Regions from separate parts of the Sus scrofa genome. Here all the other regions are linked to region 3. A link is a contact called in public Hi-C and HiChIP or PLAC-seq data. All regions are on one chromosome and are shown on one strand. Each heading gives the region's core, a stretch centred on a gene start, on an enhancer-like site or on the middle of the called end of the contact. The rest is flanking DNA. Distances are from core to core; before and after follow the strand shown.

Region 1 (2,700 bases), core at 113-2,612, 240 kb before region 3:
ACAGACTTGTGGTTGCCAAGGGGTTGGGAGAGGGAGTGGGATGGACTGGGAGTTTGGGGTTAGTAGATGCAAACTATTACATTTAGAATGGATCATGGATAAGCAATGGGGTCCTACTGTATAGCACAGGGAACTATATCCAGTATCAGGAGATAGACCATGATAGAAGATAATATGAGAAAAAAAATGACTGGGTCACTATGCTATACAACAGAAATTGACTCAACACTGTAAATCAACTATATCCTAAAAAAAACTTAATTAATAAAAAAATCCTATGTCATTCTATGTTCAAAATAAAATACTCATTTTTTAGATGATCTATATTATGATTTCAATCTACTATGGATAACTGGAAATAATGTAAATAATCTATTTTCTCATGTTGTCTCTCTTTATATTTTCCATTTGCAGTTTCTAGCAAACAGTACTTTCTAGTTCTAGTCAAAATGGGAACAGAAGAAAGTTTAGTGGGAAAATCTGACACTGTCATCGATAAAATGAAGATGGAATATTCAGAGGGATGGGCACAGAAATACTAGAAGGCTCTGGAAGAATATTCAGCAGCTCAGACTGTAGTGAGCCTGGGCAGACTTTGTACACTCTCTACTTCGATTTGAAGAAAGAGAAGAGATAATGGGATGAAGAGACAGGAGCAGAGGCAAAAATCCTCTCACTAAGACAGTGGCCAAGATCAGAGTGGGTATGAGACCCTGAAAAGCAGCATCCTCCAGCCTCAGGCCTGGTGCTGAGATACAGAAGTCGGAGATGGAGAAATGTACTTTCCCATCTAGCTATGCTTCTGCAGTTTGAGTAACAAACATTACAAAGGTGGAGTGCAAAGCCCTGGCAGCAAGTGAGCTATGTCTGAATTTCCAGGGCCTGGGAAAACAAATATCTGCTCCATTCCATTGAAGTGAACTTTTGTTCTAAGATAAAATGAGGTTTTTTTTTTTGTTTTTTTTTTTTTTTTACTGCTTTATCTGTTCCTTTGCAGTATCACCCATTGGTATGACAAATCCTAGCTGCTTGCCCAAAGGCAAATTCTTCAGGTAGAACACTTGACAGTTTTCACACGACAGTCAGTGCCAAGGAAGCTATTTGAATGATAGGTTGATTTTCAGCATCCAATTTCCTCAACTTAGAATTCAAGGCTTTTTACATTTGAGCTTCTGACCTGGAAGAGCTGACACTTGTTGATTGCTCACACAGGTCAGGAAATGGCGCCAGTACAGTACAACCACCAGAGGAGGCGCTGTTGTCATCCCCATTTACAGAAGGGAAATCTGAGACAGCAGTTAAGTAACTTGCTCCTAACAAGTGGCAAAGCTGGGAGTTCAGAATCCACACATGGTACACAGCTCTGATTTCCTGGCCCTCTCTCACTGTTTCCTCATACTTGCACAACAAGTTTGCCATACTGAAAAGACCCATGATGGAGTCAGGCTTTTCCACACTCTTTTCACTTTCCATTCCCGCCTCCTGAAATGCTTGTCCCATTTGCACCTCCTACGTGATGCTTCCCTCACTTGTCCTGGCAGAGCTGGTTGATCCATTCCGTGTGCTCTTGTGACACTTCCCTCACATCTGGGAAAGGCAGTGTGAAGGTTACAATGGGATTTTTCTGATGACAGGTCTGCCTTCTCCACCAGCTGCTAAGCTCCTCCAGAGAAAAGACTGGATCATCTTCAGCCTGGCAGCCCCCATGCCCTACATGGCATCTGAGGCCAAGTATGGGTCTAACACATATTTGCTAATTGAATTATCTGCTACCTTGCTTCTTATACCATAAAATGTTCCCTCTCTTCATTGAGGTCAGTTTCCTCAAATGTCACCACTCTGGATTAAACTTTCCAGAACTCTCTGTACTGGCACTCTCTCACTCCTGGCACTCTCTACTGCTTTACACAGACCTGTTCTTAATAACACTTAGCAGTACCTGATAAACACATAATGATGCATATACAAATACACACATGTACACATATGCCCACACATGCACAAACACACATATCCAAATGTGCATATACATATGCACACACACATATGTATACTGGTATACATACATGTACACAAACACATATGCACAAGCATTCAGCCGTACATGCACATTGCTGAGCATGCCAATAGAGGCACATCTGTGCACACATATGCACAAACACACACATATACACATGCACAGACAGATGTGCACATAAACATATATGTGGATACACAAGCACACATGTGCATGCATACTCTGTATGCATGCATACTGTGTATATAAAAATATTCATGAGTATGTTTCTATGGGAGGTTATGGACACTCCCAACAAGAAGGAAGCTTCATAGGAGCAGGAACTTGTCTCTATTCACCACTATGTCCAAACATCTACAACAATGCCTGGCACATAAAAGGAAAATATCACGTATTTTTTAAAATAAAAGAATGACTTCGCCTTGAACACTTCTATCATTCATAATACACATTCGTTTAGATCCCATCAATCATAGCTAAATATACACGGCACTGCCAGACACTAAAGAGCTTTACAGAATGTCGCTCATTTATTCTTCAAACAACTCTATGAGGTGCGTGCAAGTACTATACCCATTTCAGAGAGGAAAAAAACTGAGGCATGAAGTATCAAGCAACTTCCCAAGGTCACAGAGACAGCAGATGGAACTAGGATTGGTGTTCAAACCAGGATTTGAACTCCT
Region 2 (2,700 bases), core at 127-2,626, 130 kb before region 3:
CAGAGCCTGAGTGCCAGACAGCCAGGAGGCAGAAAGGATTGGGAAGGAGAAGTAGGGACAGCTTCTAGAATGTGCCACTAAAGAGAAAAGGTAGGTGTCTTCTTCATCTTTCATCCCGCTGCCTGGAAGAAGGAGGCTGATAGCCACCTTCGATCATGCAGACAAGTGTATCAATATTAAGGATTGTTCACACACAGAAACCATCTGGTTCTGGGAGGATCTCGTGGAAAGCATTGATCTCTAGACTGTCATGTAAGAAAAAAAGAAGCCATCATCTATGAGCCACAGATAAGATTGTCACCTACTGGAGTTCCCGTCGTGGCTCAGTGGTTAACGAATCCAACTAGGAACCATGAGTCTGCGGGTTTGATCCCTGGCCTTGCTCAGTGGGTTGATGATCCGGCATGGCCGAGAGCTGTGGTGTAGGTCGCAGACTTGGCTTGGATTCTGCGTTGCTGTGGCTCTGGCGTAGGCCAGAGGCTACAGCTCTGATTAGACCCCTAGCCTGGGAACCTCCATGTGCCATAGGATTGGCCCTAGAAAAAGGCCAAAAAAAGAAAAAAAAAAAAAAAAGACTGTCACCTACTAACACAGAAGTATAGGGGTTGACTGGTAAGCCAGCGCAGGAAAGGGCATTACTAGTAGAGGCAAGAGCATATGCAAAAATACAGAGAGCTGAAAGAGAGTAATGGGAGCTCTGTTTTTTGATCCCTTCCACCAGGAAACTGGCAGAGAGTGACCTGGGAGGACCAGGGAGCAGCTAGATCACAGCAGACCTACGCTCCACACAAGAGAGGTGAGGTGAGACTTGAAAACTGCAGACCCGGGATGCTACTGAAGGGTTTCAAAGAAAAGCAATATCAGATCCACAGGCAGAGCCTAAAGTAGAGGAGGAAGGAGTACTGGTTTGGTGAGGTGAGGTAGGGCAGAAGTTGGGGGAAGGATGGTGGGAGCCAAGGAGCCCAGTTAGGAGGGTAAGCTGAGGATGGCAACTACTCCGGAGATAGTTAAGGAACAATATCATAGATTTTGCCCTTCATTTAGGGAATGGTCATGAATATGGAAGGTATGATGTCAAGGTTTGGGGTTGGCAAACTGATGACAGCACCTTGCCTCTGACAGGAAACAGTGAAAGAAAAGCAAAAGTATTTCAGGGAAAAGGAGTGGCGTCTGAGGCGCCTGTGAGCCAGCAAGTAGCAATACCTAAGGATACTGGCTGAGGAGACAGCACATGCAAAAGTACTAAGAGTTGAAAGAGCATAAAGGGATCTCTGTGTTTTGATCCCCTCCACCGGGAGGGTGGCAGAGCAGTACGGAGCTCGGGAGAGCACGCAGGACAGACATTCAGACTGTGAAGCCGGCAGCAGAGAGCGGGTGTTTAAATCATGGGAACACATGACACTTGGCTGTACTCTGACGGGACTGAGGCTTCTGGCCCACTGTATTCAGGTCACCTCCAATAACAAAGTCCATCATCTCCCTTCCATGTGTATTGTGGGCCAGGATACTTTAAACACATACACACACACACACACACACACACACACACACACACACACAGGACAAAAGAGGCACTGAGTTTCAAATTCTCTAAAGGACCCAGGACCTTATCAGAAATGATTCTCTTCAGACCACAGCCCATTCTTGAAGCAGGCCCGACTGCAGCTTTGCCCACAGGGCCTGCGAACCTTATCTGACACCTGCAGAAGCCATTCATGTCTGCAAATATGATATAAAATGTCTCACTGCCCTGGGACTTTGCACCAGAAAGACATGAAACAAATCCCCTTTTAACGCCCACATTCAGGTGGCTTGCACACAAATGTGCCACAGAGAACATCCAGATAGGGCTTTCAAGGCCCTGAGCAATGCTTTGTTTTAAATAGAGGTGGGCGTTGACATAGCTATGAAGGCCCTGTCAGTGGCTACAGTTATCACAGGGCAGAAAACGCCACGTGATTATTTTCTCCCCAATTATGGCTAATTCTCTGCAAGTTAATTCTTGGCTTTTCTGAAACAGGGCCCGAAAATTAGCTCTTCATGTGTCAGACTGCAGATACCGGACCCAGCAGCAGCTCCTGGCCTGCGGTTACTCCTTATTACTGCTTCTTCAAAAGCGAGGAGCGGGGCAGGAAGCAGGGTTTTGACTTAGGCACCATTTAGCCGAGTGGAGAGAAAAATCTCCCTTCCGCTCTGAAACAGGATCGTGCAGCTATAAAATTTATTGGACAAGGGTGTTGGGGGAAAAGAATCAAAGAAAGAACTAGGGGCCGAGCGCGGAGGGGTGTAAGGAAATCTGCACCTGTTGTCACTCACTTATTACCCCCGATCTCTCAGGCAGTTTAGATTTAAACCAGACAGGACTGCGGCCCAGCAGAGCTGATGGGGGCCTTTTTTATCTATTAGTGCAAAGTCAAAAATGTGGGCGAGTGTGTAGGCACACGTGTGTGTGTGTGGGTGTGTGTGCACGGCTGCTGGAAACAAACTGGGAGGGGGCACCCGGAAAAGGCTGTGACTCCTCGTTGTGGGGTGGAGGCACGGGTAGGGCAGCAAGTGTACCAGCCGACAACTTCGGCACAGAAAAGGCCAATCCAGAGCCTAGCTACCATCTGAGGGCTGTAGTTTCAATTCTATTTTGATAAAATCCCCAGAATTAATCGTTCTCATACACGGAAAGCACGAGCACCACATGAATTGAGT
Region 3 (2,700 bases), core at 168-2,667:
ATTTGAACTAAGTGAAAGGTTAGGGAAAGGGAACCAGATTCCAGGAAAAGACAAGGCCCACAGAAAAAATTAACACAGCTTGGAAAAAGGCCCAGTCTCCTCCCAGTAAACTTCTCAGTTTCATCCAGAAAGACACAGATCTCCACTCTCTGGGTTATTCCCTTCTCCCAAAACTTCCAAATCCATCAGGGAGGCTCCCAATCTCCCTCCCCCTCAAAATCAATCTCCAGGCCCTCTCAGCCTCTCTGGTTCCTTAATCATCCTTAACAAGAGTTCGCTGGGCCTCCTCAGCTGGCCCCTCCAAGAGCCAGGCCTGTGGCCACTAGGTCAAAAGCCAAGCACAGGGCCTAATTAACAGGAGACTCCCAGAAGACCAGGAGGCAGTCAGCAGGCTGGAAGACCCAGCTGGCAACTTACAAAGCACAATTTCAGGATAGAAGGTGGATCACAGCAAAGAAGAGAAAAGCAAGCAAAACAAAACAAAGCAAAACTACCGTCTAACAGCCAGGAACTAAGAGAAAGCTTGCCTTCTTTCTTATGGATTCAAAAGCATAATCACTTCCTTCTGATATCACTTTAAAAATTAACCTAAGGATGACTGCTTTCCCAGATCTTGAAAATGACTTGACTCTTTACAAACGAAATTAGTTACAACATGAGAAGTGCTTTAGTGGAAAATAGCCAATGATTAGGGAAATGCCCCATTTTGCATGTTGTTCATCCTTAAAAAAAAAAAGGAAATTAATAAAAATGGAAAGATACCTCTAGGCCTTTCCTATGCAGTTTAACTATAGACAAAGAGCATTACACCATCTAAATTAAACTGCACCTCAAACATAATCACAAGCAGCACTAGCCTTAAAAGGCTTTAGGTGGCCAGCCTGGGATTAAAAGGCTCAAAAATGCCTAGGGAAACATTCTAAAATAAGATGTGGGGGGTGGGGAGAGGTGTGATAAAGATAGGAAATTAACCTAGTTAACTGGACAGTGAGGGCAAAGGACCCCAGGTTTCAGAAAGCTCCTAGGCAGTGTTGAGGGTGCAGTCAAGGCTGACCCTTCTCTTGAGTGGCCTGACGCCTCACCAAGGAGTGGACACTGGGGACTCAACAAGAGCCAAAGCACGACCAGCACTAAGACTTAAGCGGCCAGAGGAGGAAGAGGAGGCGCCGGCTGCGGGAAAAGGGAGGGAGGCTTCGGCCCAGCGCTCTCAGGCTAGAGAACCGGCTCGCTGTGAGCCTGAGCAACCGCTAAAGCCCCTGATGCACACGTGGGACCGAGAGGAGGATCACTTACTTGTCCAATCTGAAATTACATTTTTAGTTAACAGGGCTCTGCAGCTTACCGCACCGAGCCGCACCGCGCCTGGGCTGGGCGGTCCGGGAGGCGGCTGTGGCCCCTCCCCCTGCCCCGCCCCCTAAGGCCGCGGCCCCTGTAAAGCGCGCCCCGATTGGCTCTTTGAACCAGGCCCCGGATTGGTCGGTGCCTGCCCGCCGTCGCCTCGTGCTGTGCTGCGTCGGCTGGGAGCTAGGTCCGCAGCCTCCGCCCGGATCTTCCCGCTTTCCCGGATTTTCAAAGGCCCAAAGTGGCCGCTGCCCTCTCAGTGTCCTGCTCTGGGGGCTCTTCTCCAAGAACTCGCCCACGCAAACTCTCAGCAGCCTCTGGTGGGTGTGTGTGTCCAATGTGTATCATGTTAACTTCTCAACCATATACTGAGTACCCGAACTCTTGCAGACAGGTGTTAAAATAATTAATAATATTTATTGAATGCTTACTTTGTGCCAGGTCTTGCTCCTGATACTTCACGTGAATTTATTCATCTAGTTTTGTGACCCAACCCTCTGAAGAGGTGTCAGGCTTGTAAATCTGCAAAACAGATGGGTCCCAGCCTTCAAGGCAGTTACAAGCTGATGGGTCCCGGACACTCTATCTCACGTAATCTTCACGTCTTTATGTTTCCAGTAAGCTAGGTATCGTTTGTCCCTGTTTTGACGCTCTACAGATGCAGAGCGTCAGACACGTTTTTTAGCTTGTTTTGTGATACACAGTAAAAGGAAAGTAGATTCCAACGTGAGCTGAGCTGAGCCAGATCTTTTAAAAAGGCAGGTTCCTAGGCTGATGGGACTGAGATATGGAAGATAGTTTAACAAATCCAAACTCTTTATTTTCCTAGAAAAGGAGACTGAGGTGCAGTAAAAGGAAGTGGTTTTCAAAGGACACATCGGTTATGAGAGGTAAGCCTAGGTAATAACTGATTTCACTGAACGGGACTCTATGCCATGTGCATGAAAGTCACTCTACTTTCCTCATAACAACCCCAAATGCGTGCTTTTATCCTGGTCTTACAGGTGAGGATTCTGGCTCATTGAGGCCAGGGCCACATGATTAATTGCATCTGCTAGAAGTCCTAGTTTGGGGTTGCCAGAGAAAGAAAGTTTCCTCTATCCTTGTAGGTTTTTCTGGCTGGTCTAAGAATTGAATTGACATGTTGATTCATGTTAAGACATGTTAATGGGAGAAAATCAAATAATGTTTAATAACTTGTATACATAGGAGAAACCTAGAAAAACAGAGTCTCTCCGTAAAACCATCTTCAGCTAAAGACAAAAGAAGGAGGTTAGGGATAGTGGTTTGGGTCTTCAAAGAGGAGGAAGGCAATTCACATAGAGATGGAAAAGCAAATTTTGGTAAACAGATGTTTGT

Evidence for each region. Hi-C and Micro-C count contacts between places; a contact is called where the count stands out from the background. HiChIP or PLAC-seq counts read pairs in DNA pulled down with a chosen protein or histone mark.
Region 1: an H3K27ac HiChIP or PLAC-seq map of skeletal muscle shows a contact between it and region 3. The contact joins the enhancer-like site here to the promoter of FGGY in region 3. A contact is called at or near these places in 3 of 5 promoter capture datasets (fetal skeletal muscle and liver), 6 of 47 Hi-C or Micro-C datasets (embryonic fibroblasts, fetal heart ventricle, heart right ventricle and 2 more) and 2 of 2 datasets of contacts at active chromatin or transcription factors (alveolar macrophages and skeletal muscle).
Region 2: a contact with region 3 is called in a Hi-C map of skeletal muscle, with 3 times the contacts expected there. The contact joins the enhancer-like site here to the promoter of FGGY in region 3. A contact is called at or near these places in 1 of 5 promoter capture datasets (liver), 4 of 47 Hi-C or Micro-C datasets (heart right ventricle and skeletal muscle) and 2 of 2 datasets of contacts at active chromatin or transcription factors (alveolar macrophages and skeletal muscle).

What each region holds. Positions count from the first base shown.
Region 1 is chr6:152,975,654-152,978,353 of Sscrofa11.1, forward strand. The region is part of intron 7 of FGGY (FGGY carbohydrate kinase domain-containing protein); the gene reads right to left. Among named protein-coding and RNA genes, the nearest start is that of FGGY, 240 kb to the right of the region's middle. Within about 2 kb of position 1,363, at least 11 of the 83 cell types and tissues checked have an H3K27ac peak or open chromatin away from gene starts, as enhancers often do. A contact at or near this core is called in alveolar macrophages, liver and skeletal muscle, where this site is marked.
Region 2 is chr6:153,077,110-153,079,809 of Sscrofa11.1, forward strand. The region is part of intron 5 of FGGY (FGGY carbohydrate kinase domain-containing protein); the gene reads right to left. Among named protein-coding and RNA genes, the nearest start is that of FGGY, 130 kb to the right of the region's middle. Within about 2 kb of position 1,377, at least 12 of the 83 cell types and tissues checked have an H3K27ac peak or open chromatin away from gene starts, as enhancers often do. A contact at or near this core is called in skeletal muscle, where this site is marked.
Region 3 is chr6:153,211,762-153,214,461 of Sscrofa11.1, forward strand. FGGY (FGGY carbohydrate kinase domain-containing protein) reads right to left here and starts at 1,418. Exons shown (of 16, transcript XM_021097811.1): 1 at 1,294-1,418. LOC102165506 (a long non-coding RNA gene) reads left to right here and starts at 1,491. Exons shown (of 4, transcript XR_002345481.1): 1 at 1,491-1,661; 2 at 2,171-2,231.